2 separate regions of the Mus musculus genome follow, and region 1 is linked to region 2. The links are chromatin contacts, called in public HiChIP or PLAC-seq maps. All regions are on one chromosome and are shown on one strand. Each heading gives the region's core, a stretch centred on a gene start, on an enhancer-like site or on the middle of the called end of the contact. The rest is flanking DNA. Distances are from core to core; before and after follow the strand shown.

Region 1 (5,132 bases), core at 2,404-4,903, 57 kb before region 2:
CCACTGCCTGGCTGGTTTTGTTATTTTATTTATCTTTTTTCCTAAAACAGGGCCTGCAGTTCTCAAATCTAGTCAATGATAACCTTGAACTTCTGATCCTTCTACCAACTGAAGGCCTCTCTGCCTCCTAAATACCGAGACTGTAACAACGTCCAGCTACCGCTGGCTTTATGTGGGACTGGGGTATCAAACACAGGACATCATACATGCCAGGCGATCACGCTGCCAACTGAGCTACATCACCGTTGTATCATTATTTAAGATGACTCTGTGGGTATCTGTGTGTAAGCATGTGCATGCTCAGTGCAGGAAGCCAGAAGTGGACACTGGATCTGTTGGGGTCCAGGAGTCACCCCACAAACCACACAAACACTGATCTCAGTCAGGTAGGGATAGTTAATTGAGTATTCATCACAGGACTGATGGATCGATCGGGGCCTCAAACCAGACTCAGGAGCTGACTGTGACCCCAAGCCAGAATCCTACAGAGCTTTTAAGCATGAAATCCATGAATGTTTGTGCCAAGTTATTTCATCAGTCAGGATTTAGGAATAGGGAACTTCCTTAGGAGCACGTCTTTGCTGTACATTTATCCTGTCCTCATTTGTCGGGGTGTTTAACTGTGCTGGTGACTTACCTTGCCTGACATTCATGTCTTAACTTGCCAACCAGGATATCATTTACCCATGTACAGGACTCTTTCTGCCAAGTAAGATGTCAGTTCCCAGGGAGGTCTCAGGAACTTTACTCACCCCTACTCAAAATGGAAGTCTTATTCCAAGTAGCTTCTTATATTGGTGCAGGCGTCTCTCTTATGTCGGGGTCCATCCCAGGGGCAGCTTATAAAAGCAAAACCCATAAACGTTTATACATAGATGCAGGAAGTGCTGCTGGGTGGTTGATTTAGGTCCAAGCTTATTGTGGCTAGCTGTACAAAGCTGTTCAAACTGACTGGTTTTTAATAGTACCAAAGCTCAGGACATACCAGAATATGCAATCAACTTGGGAATGAGAAAGATTCCTAGAAACAACACATGAGAAGTTTTCTTTATAGCAGTAATAACAGCATAAAATATCTGGCTAGACGGGCAGCAGTTACCCAGGCCTTAGCAGGATCCGCTGGAGCTGGAGTTACAGGGGTTGTAAAGACACCCAACATGTGCGCTAGGGACTGAGCTCAGATCTTCTGGAAGAGCAGTTTGTACTCTTAAGGGCTGAGCCAGCTTTTGTGAACAGTTTCCTCAAGCCTCCTCCTCCTCTTCCTTCTCCTTCTTATTATTAATAATTTTGGCTTTTTTGAGACCATGTCTCACTGTGTAGCTTTGGCTGTCCTGGAACTCATTCTATAGATTAGGCAGGGCTTGAGCTCACAGAGATCCTCCTGCCCCTGCCCCCTGAGTGCTGGGATTAAAGGTGTGAGTCACCACACCAGACCAAACTTGCATTTTAAAGGAAATTTTACTTTTTACTTATCTCTGTGTGCATAAGCATGTGTGCATGCATACATACGTGCAGGTGTCTTTTGAGTCCAGAAGGGGTCAGATTGCCTGGGAACAGAATTCTAGTTCTCTGTAAAAGCAGGAAGCACTCTTCCTTCTTTCCTTCCTTCCTTTCTTAAGATAATTTATTTTTGTTTTTATGTTCATGTGCTTTGGCATTTTGCCTGCACATATGTCTGTGTGAGGGTGTGAGATCTTTGAGTTACAGACAGTTGTGAGCTGCCATGTGGTTGCTGGGATTTGAATATAGGTTCTTTGGAAGAGCAGCCAGTGCCCTCAACCACTGAGCCATCTCTAAAGCCCCAACAAGCACTCTTAACTGCTGAGTCACAAGTCATCTTTTCAGCTCCTTGGCTTTTGTTTTTGAGACTAGGTCTCTGGTAGTGTAGGCTGGTGTTAAGTTCATTGTGCGGCAAAAGATAACCTTTAATTCCTTGTCTTCCGGCCTCCACTTCCCAGGTGCTGGGATTACAAGTATTCACCACTTTGGGGTGGTGAATAGCTCTTTGAACTATTGAAACCAGGTAATACCTAGAATAACCCAGAGTAGCTATCAACTATTAGGTGCACAGATTTGGGGTGGGGACTCAATTGGGGGTAGGATTTTTCCGCCTCCTAAGCCTCTATTGCTTTCAGTATTAATGTGTAAATACACATTAGGTGTGGTAGTGCATTCTTTCAATCCCAGCATTTCAAAGGCAGGAGGATCACTGTGAGTTTCAGGCCATCCTGGGTTACCTAGCAAGGCACTGATCCAGAAAAGGAAAAAAAAAAAAAAAAGAATAAGTAAAAGCAAAACACAACTTTAAGCACCTACTGTAATGCAGAGCCCAGGAGGCATGACAAGTATGTCTAACAGCCGGTGTGTCAGCCAACAGAGGTGAGCTTAAGGCAAAAATACTTATTATGATAACCTTCATTGCCTGCAAGCCCCACTAGACTCTAGCCTAAACTCGCAAATCCCACAAATTTAACCCTCAGAGTATTGTAGCTGAATCATTACATCCACCAGTTAGAAGAGGCAACTTAGAACTCCGAGGCGGTTAGAGGGGGTTTGCATGCAGCAAGCTCATCTTTCCTTCAAGACCCGGTGCAGATTGTCTGAGTGGATAGGGAAGGGCGGTCCTCAGGAGGGCAAACTTCTAGATTTCTGCTTTATTTGGCCTGGCAATCCTTACCTCTGTCAAAGCCTTTCTTTCCTGTTCTCTTTCCTGGGTTGATATATTATTTTAATATACTAGTGGGCATGGGTGGATTTGAGCAACAATGGCTTTTAATCCTCCTCCCCCCCCCCCCCCGACAGGGTTTCTCTGTATAGCCCTGGCTGTCCTGGAACTCACTTTGTAGACCAGGTTGGCCTCGAAATCCGCCTGCCTCTGCCTCCCGAGTGCTGAGATTAAAGGCGTGCGCCAACAACGCCCGGCTTAATTCTCCTTTTAGGGTGGAAAACTCTCATGATGTTGGTTTTTAAGAATCCAGCCTTGTGGCGCATGGAGGCGCGTGCCTGTAACCCCAGCAACCACGTCGATGATGCAGAAGGATCCTGAAGTTTACGGCCAGAACTCAGTTGGACTCTTGTCTTAAAAGAGCTACACCCTCAAGTGTGTGAGATATCAGCTGTGGATCCTTCATCATGAAGTCCCTGCGCGTAGGCAAAAAACTGGGTTAGGATCCCGAAGGAAAAGGCGATCTGGCCGAAGAATAGGGCGATCAAACCTTGGAGTGCGGCGATCTGGCCAGGGGGCGGGGTGAACTGGCCTCGGGGACAAGCGAGGTAGCGATGGGGAGGGGCGAATTGGCCGTGGGGCGGAACTAGCTGGTCTTGTGTTTGGGCGAGCTGGGCGTGGGGAGGGGCGAGTTAGTCGCGCGGAGAGAAGTTCTGGGCGTGTCGAGTGAGCAGGCCGTGGAGCGGGGTTGGCTGTGGGGGCGTGGAGAGGTGTGAGCAGGCCCTGGAGAGGGCGGAGTTGGCTGTGGGGGAGGGACGATCTGGACGTGAGCTGCCTGTGGGACGCGGCGATCTGGCCCTGGGGAGGGGCTATCTGTCTGTGGAGAGGGATGAGCTAGTCTTGGGGCGGAGTGAACTGGCCTCGGGGCGGAGCGATCTTGAGTCCAGCCCCCTCCAGGCTCGGGGAAGTGACGTGTGCGGACAAAGGCAGAGGCCGCGAGGTGTCTGGTCCGGTAGAGTGGTGGCGGCTGCTGTGGGCTACGGTCTTTGCCAGCCTCCTTCTCAACCCGTCCTTTTCTCTCGGGTCCCTGGAGCCCCGACCCAGGTAAGTATCGCGAGGGACGCGGCCAGGGAGGAGGGAGGTGCTCACCCCAACTGCCTGAAGCGGTGAGGCCCCGTCGTCAAGTGACCTGGGCCTGGCCCTGGCCCACGTGCACGTCCCATGGAGGTTCACCGATCAGACCTGGGCAGGGACTCTGGTGACCACGGATTGGGTTGGAGGAAGCCACGTTGGTGGAGGCTGGCAAGACGTATCTTCACTCGCGCCCGTACATCACTTTCCAGTCCTCAGTTTCCCCTCTGAGATAAGGAAAGCAGCCACTGCAAGGTTGGTGTGTGGAATCGGCGCCGTGCTTGGCTCAAGTCCTCGCAGTTAAGTGCTTGGTTGCACGGGTTGCCATCACGTTTAACTGCCTCCAGCTCTGGCCAACATCGTTACTGTCATGAGCCCTTGAGGCCAAGGTCAGCCTCTCTTCTGCAAGGCTGCCTGCCATCTTTTCCAGATGCTCCAGGCTTTGCTGCTCCACCAACTGTGTGATCATTTTGGTCTTTAATCCTTTTGATAAGGGCCTAGGACAGGTGCTGTAACTGATGACAATGATGTATGGGGTGGGGCACTCAGTGACTGGGGTCTAAGTGAGAAGCCTAAATCCTCTCCTAACTTTTGGTCCTTTCCCAAGTGCTGTTTTAAGGCACATCGTTTCCTTAAGCTGGCTTTCCTGTGTGTGTGCTTGTGTGTGTGTTGGGGGGAGGGGGGATGCTTTCCTGAAGGCCAGAGCCACATAATCAAAAGGTCAGAGTCTGCAGGTGTGTGGTTCTGGGTGTACCCGGAGCTTGTGTTTGCATCTTCTGGACTGACCAAAGGCCACATGATCTCATAGGTGGGCTCCAGCTTTACCAGGGTCTGTGTGATTTGGAGGTTTTAACACGTTTTCCTTACTTGATCTTTTTAACTATGTTTGAACTAGGCAGAGGTGGCACACGCCTCTAATCCCAGCATCCAGGAGGCAGAGGCAGGTGGATCTCTGGGTTTGAGGCCAACCTGGTCTACAGAATGAGTTCTAGGACAGTCAAGGCTACACAGAGAAACCCTATTTCAAAAACCAGACAGAAAGACAGAGAGAAAAATTGTGTTTTAAGATTTTTTTTAAAGATTTATTTATTGCCGGGCAGTGGTGCTGCACACCTTTAATCCCAGCACTTGGGAGGCAGAGGCAGGCGGATTTCTGAGTTCAAGGCCAGCCTGGTCTACAGAGTGAGTTCCAGGACAGCCAGGGCTACACAGAGAAATTCTGTCTCAAAAAACCAAAAAAAAAAAAAAAAAAAATTTGTTATATGTATGCAAGTATACTTTTGATGTCTTCAGACACTCCAGAAGAGGGCATCAGATCCCATTACAGATGGTTGTG
Region 2 (5,503 bases), core at 1,684-4,183:
AGGCAGGAGGACGAGAAGTTCAAGGTCATCTTCAGCTACATAGGGGAGTTTGAGGCTAGCCTGGTCTACTTGAGACCTCCTTCTCCAAAAAAGAAGTGAGGAGGCGGGGAGGAAGAAGGAAGGAAGAAGAACAAATGCACACTTGGCCAAGCTCTTTTCTAAAGCGGGGGCACCATTTCACCTCCCAGCAGCAGGGAGGCTGCCATTGCCCTCTGCTTGCCAGCACTTGGCGATGTCAAGTTCTGCGTTTGGTCATTTGTGGCTGCTGTATCCCAGCCTTGTGGTTTTCAGGTGCCTTTCTTTAAGAATCCAAGAGGTGTCTCCTCTACCCATTTGCATCTTACATCTTATTTCATGAGGTGTCTGCAGGCCTTCCCCATCACCTGTTTCCCAATCAAATTGTTTATGTTGGCCTTAGGACATAATCCCAACACTGTGGGGAGGGGTAGAGGCAGGTGGAGCTCTGAGTTTTGGGCTAGCTTGGTCTACAGAGTGAGTTTCAGGACAGTCAAAGCTACATAGTGAGACGCTGTCTTGGAAAACAAAACAAAAACTGATTACTATGTATATGAATGTGACACATGCGTGCCTCAGTACACATGTTGGGAGGGGATCAGGAGTCCAGTCCCTCCTTCCACTGGGGAGGGTTTGTCTTGTCTGCACAGCGCCCAGGCTGGCTGGTCCACGAGGGTCCCGTTGACTGTGCCCTCCATCTGGGTCCTCCAGCCCCAGCCTGTCTCTGTCTCTCTCACACACACACACACACACACACCCCCTCCATGCCCCCTCCCACTTCCACATCTTAGACACACACTAGTGCTTGTGGTTTTTTGTTTTGTTTTTGTTTTCTTAGTGTAAATTCTAAGGATTGAACTGACACGGTCACACTTGTGCAGTAAACAGTCTTACCTGTGGAGCCGTCTCCCCGGCCCCGATTACCATTGAATTTTGTTTAAAAAAAAGTGTTTCTTAAATTTTATTTAAAATTTGCTATTATTGCATGCTTGTGTGTGAGAGAGACAGACAGACAGACAAACAGACAGTGGGCATTTGTATACGTATGGAAGTCAAAGGAGGACTGATTTAGCTTTCTACCATGGGTTCTGGGAATTAAATTGAGGGTGTTTCATCAAATGCCTCACCTTGTGTGTGTGTGTGTGTGTGTGTGTGTGTGTGTGTGTGTTGGGGGCGGTGATGGGAGTGTATCTAGGCTAGCTCAGAGAGGTCTAAGGTAGAACTTCAGCACCCACAGTGAAGCTTTTGGGGTGACCAGCAGCGCAGAGATATTCTACACTCTCCAGGCAGGTGGTCAGGCCCAGCTCAGCTCAGGCCAGAGCTCATGAGAGCCCAAGGTCACTCTGTAAGTCTCAAGGGCGCTCTCAGCCTTTCAGTTCAGAAAGGACATCCGCGATCTGCACACCCTTAAGAGCTTCCCGTCTGAGAGGCATGTTGTGGAAGTTAGCCAAGGTGACAAGGGTCAGTGGTCAGAATCTGCCACAGGCCCTCTACCGTACAGAGCGGTAAAGTATTTGCCGCACAAACTTGGCCACTTGAGTTCGGTCACCAGAAACCACATAAAGTGGCCTTTCTGGAGAGCCAGGATGAGGAGGTGACAGATAAGTTGATGAATGGTCCCTGATGGCCAGCTGCCCCAGCCCCAGCCTGTCTCTGTCTCTTTGTCTCTGTCTCTCTGTCTCTTAGTCTCTGTCTCTTTGTCTCTGTCTCTCTTTCACATACAGACACACACACACCCTCCATGCCCCCTCCCACTTCCACTTCTTAGAATAGTGGTCAAGAGAACGTGACTCCTGACCCGCCCATCCCCTGCAGGTGGATTAACTGAGAGTAAAACTGTCTGTACGGGTCTCAGGGCAGGGCATTAACCTCCCATGGGAGAGCACCTTCCCTCCTCACAAGTCTGCAAATTGGTTTTGTTCTACAATCCAGACTTTCTCATTCCTGGGTGAGCAAGTCTCCCAAGTGGGTTTGGGGGTGAATGAATGGGGCCGGGTTCTTCTGTTCTGCCAGTGTGCAGCTCAGAAAAAGGTGAGTGCTGGCTTTGATGTGGCCCCACCTCCTTAGAAAGCCCCTCTGTAGAAAAACTGCAGGAGCCAGAGACAAGAAGCCCTCGCAGTGTGCAAGCACATATGTGTCGTTGTGAGCAGCCAGAGGTGCCAGGACTGCCACTCAGTAGCCCGTTGTAGCTAACTGCAATCTATCACCAGATACTGGAGTGTGACAGACTGCCCCTAAAGATCATAGTCTCGTCTACAGACCAACTAGGCTCTTCCTTTGATGCCCAGAAAGGCCTTTGTAGGGCAGGGCAGCTCTCAGGCACACCAAAGAACCTGGTTGTTCTCTGGAGCTCTGCTGGCGAATGGATGGAGTTTGGTCACCCACGATCCTGGAGCATCCCACAAAACCTCACATCCTCTAGGCGCAAGGTCTAAGGGTCCCGGAGAAGGAGGGGCTGCATGACTGCTACTTTGGGGTGACAGGGTGTCTTACAGCCGAGGATGGGGTCTAGCCCAGTGCCTTCTCTGCTGTGCCATTTCTCCATAGGACCTCCCAGCCTCAGTTTCCCTTCCTGGGCCGTGGTGGGGGATGGGGATGGTGACGGTAGTACCCGGGATGCGACAGGGCAGGGCGCGCCAGGCTGTTAACGGTGTCTGGGCCGCGGGGCTGCGGCGAGGCCGGCGCCAGGGCCGCGCCTGGAACCAGATGTGGCGGCGCCGCCCTGGCCGCCCCGGCGGCTCGCACGCTCGGCCTGGCGCACACATGGCAGGCGTCTGAGGGCGCGGTCCCCGGGGTCCTGCGACCCCAGGCCGGAGTGACGAGAACAGGACTCGGGACCGGCTGAGAGAAGGGGCATCCCAAAAGCCAGCCCTCAGCCGTTCCTGCTCCTTGCGTGCTGAGGACCCTCCCGCCCCCAGAGTTTGTTTGCTTAAATCCTGCATAAGCTGTTTTAAAGCTGAGTCATCTTAGGGGCTGCCAGTTGGGAAGGGGAGGAGAAAAGGGGGTGCGGCTTTGAAACCCCGATTCTGCCATGGGCTTGTCTGTCATCCACCAGACCAGAACAAGGGATCTCATTGAGGCCTGGCCCAGCGACACACCTGCAGCCCCAACTCTGATGTCCCCATTCCAGCTTTGCGATGGTCTCTGGGCTTCCAAGTGTGACCTACTATGTCCTAGGTTGGTAGAGGAGAGAAGAAAACAATGTGGGTAAAACCCATCTCCGGGGAGGCCAGGCTAGCCCAGGTTGGCTCCTGAAGAGGTGCTTGCCTTGTTCTTAGGGGAGGGAAGTGGGTGTGGTTTGCATCCTTTCTGTTGAGTGGTTGGGAAAGAGTGGTCCAGCTCTGAGGAGACTCCAAGCTCCCTGGTTCTGATGTAGGAGAGAAAGGAGGGCTGCCTATCCCTACCCAACAAGCCAATTGCTTTTTTATTTATTTATTTATTTATTTATTTATTTATTTATTTATTTATTTGTCCACACACCAGAAGAGGGCCATTACAGATGGCTGTGAGCCACCATGTGGTTACTGGGAATTGAACTCAGGACCTCTGGAAGAGCAGTCAGTGCTCTTAACCACTGAGCCATCTCTCCAGACCAAACCAATTGCTTCTTGATGCTGTTGGGTGGAGACACCCCAGGCGTTTGCAGAGGCCAAGTAGCCAGGGCTGGGGACAGTCCAAACTCCAAGAACTCCAGCAACCCCTAAACCTCTTCCAAAACCTTAGAGGACGACTCATAAGCCCACTTCTCAGAGAAACTGAGATCCAAAGAACAGGGGTGGAGGCAGAGAGGGAACAATGGTTTAGAGATAGAATCCAATTTGTGCCTGAAGGCTCTGGGGACTAGGTGCTTAGCATCAAACTTCAGAAAATCAGTGAAGCTGGTGGACTTGCCCTGTGTATGTGCATGTGTGTGTGTGTGTGAGTGTCCATGTGTGCATGTGTGTATGTGCATGTATGTGCATGAGCATGCACATGCATGCATGTGTCTGTGTGCACATGTGTGTTTGTGCATATATGTGTGTGAACATGCACATGTATGCATGTGTGTGTTCCTGCATTTCCACTCCTTTGTGTGTGTGTTCCTGCATTTCTACTCCTTTCGCCATGAAGTATCATAGGAAGGAGGGAGCTGATCTCTGAGATGCTAAGAGATACCTAGGAGCGAGACCTCTGTGTTCCTGGCACCCTTTTCTCTGCAAATTCCAAGTTAGAAACAGCCATTTAGAGAGGGCAGTTAAAGTAACTTGCCTAAGACATGGCAAATGTGGGTGTTTCTGGAATGTCTTTCTTGGGGAGACTTAAGCAACACCCACCCCTTCCTTATAAGATTGTCAAACCAAAGTTCACCGTGGGGAGGCAATGAGTGTATTGGGCTTACTTACAGAGCATGCATGAGAGGCTGCTTATGGGAGTGCCGAGGACCCTAAAGCAGCCACACTGGAAAGTCTTCACGCAGTAATGATGATGACTTCCCAAAGCTTCATAGATAGAGGACACACACACACTTAACCTCCTCCAATCTATGTACTCTCTGACCTTTTGGAGCCCCTGCCCCAGGGCCATGTGCTATTACTGCAAAATTGCATACAAATGTCTGGGACGATAGACTGGACCATTCAGGTGAGGGTCCAGTGACCTTACTCCTCCTGTGAGGCACTGTCAACGGCCAACAAGCCTAGCCTAGTCACTTGTAAGATGGTGGCAATTTAACTTGAAGGAACAGTGGCATTTGAATGGGTTCAACAACACCTTCAGATAAATAAATATGCTAACCAGAGAGTTCTCTGACACAGACACTGTTTTAAGAACAGCAAGTATATATTAATCCATCCCCTTGTATTGGGGGGTGGGTGGAGGGATTCCTGCTGTCCTCTTTGCTAGGCTGAAGCTCAGGACACTCACTCCTGGTCTTCCAGCAGGGAGTAAATCTGGGATTTGAACCCCACAGCTTAGCCCAAGTATCCAGCATTTCTCTCCAGTGAGCTTGGTGACGCCTCCTCAGACTTCTGTGGGCTAGCTCATCCTGAACAGCTGGCCATGAGAAAAGGCTGGAGGTGGGGATGTGGGTGGAAGGCCTTCAATCAGACAGTTGGTCTTGACAAGCCAGCGGAAGGAAGAAGCGATGGAATGCTTTTCCTTTTACACAAGAGAAAAATCTGGAAACAACCTAAGTGTCCATGGAGAGGGATGCACTGGTTAAGCCAATATGGCGTCTCCACTGCGAAATGATGTCATTGATGGCAGGGACTGTGAAGAGGCTAGGACACCTGGCAGGGGTGGGGTGGGGATTGTGTAAGGAACCTGGGTCAGCCTAGCTCCACGCCACTTGCTTTGAGAAGTCTGATGTCCTCCTTGTCACCTTGAACCAACTCCATGAGATGTTAAGATAAAAGTTGACAGAGTAAGACACATGCACTCCTCGGTCCCAGGCCTGTGAGCACGCCCTAGAGACCATGGTCCCCATCCCTAGTAAGGAGCCTGTGGCTCA

Evidence for each region. HiChIP or PLAC-seq counts read pairs in DNA pulled down with a chosen protein or histone mark.
Region 1: an H3K27ac HiChIP or PLAC-seq map of embryonic stem cells shows a contact between it and region 2, with 6 read pairs. The contact joins the promoter of Ntmt1 here to the enhancer-like site in region 2. A contact is called at or near these places in 2 of 39 promoter capture datasets (the SN4741 cell line and frontonasal cranial neural crest), 1 of 484 Hi-C or Micro-C datasets (nephron progenitors), 4 of 115 datasets of contacts at active chromatin or transcription factors (embryonic stem cells and pancreatic cancer cells) and 2 of 9 other capture datasets (adipose tissue and pancreatic islet).

The regions. Positions count from the first base shown.
Region 1 is chr2:30,804,315-30,809,446 of GRCm38.p6, forward strand. It overlaps Ntmt1 (N-terminal Xaa-Pro-Lys N-methyltransferase 1), which reads left to right and starts at 3,654. Exons shown (of 4, transcript NM_170592.3): 1 at 3,654-3,769.
Region 2 is chr2:30,862,333-30,867,835 of GRCm38.p6, forward strand. The region is part of intron 1 of Prrx2 (paired related homeobox 2); the gene reads left to right. Among named protein-coding and RNA genes, the nearest start is that of Prrx2, 20 kb to the left of the region's middle. Within about 2 kb of position 2,934, at least 100 of the 459 cell types and tissues checked have an H3K27ac peak or open chromatin away from gene starts, as enhancers often do. A contact at or near this core is called in the SN4741 cell line, embryonic stem cells, nephron progenitors and 1 more, where this site is marked.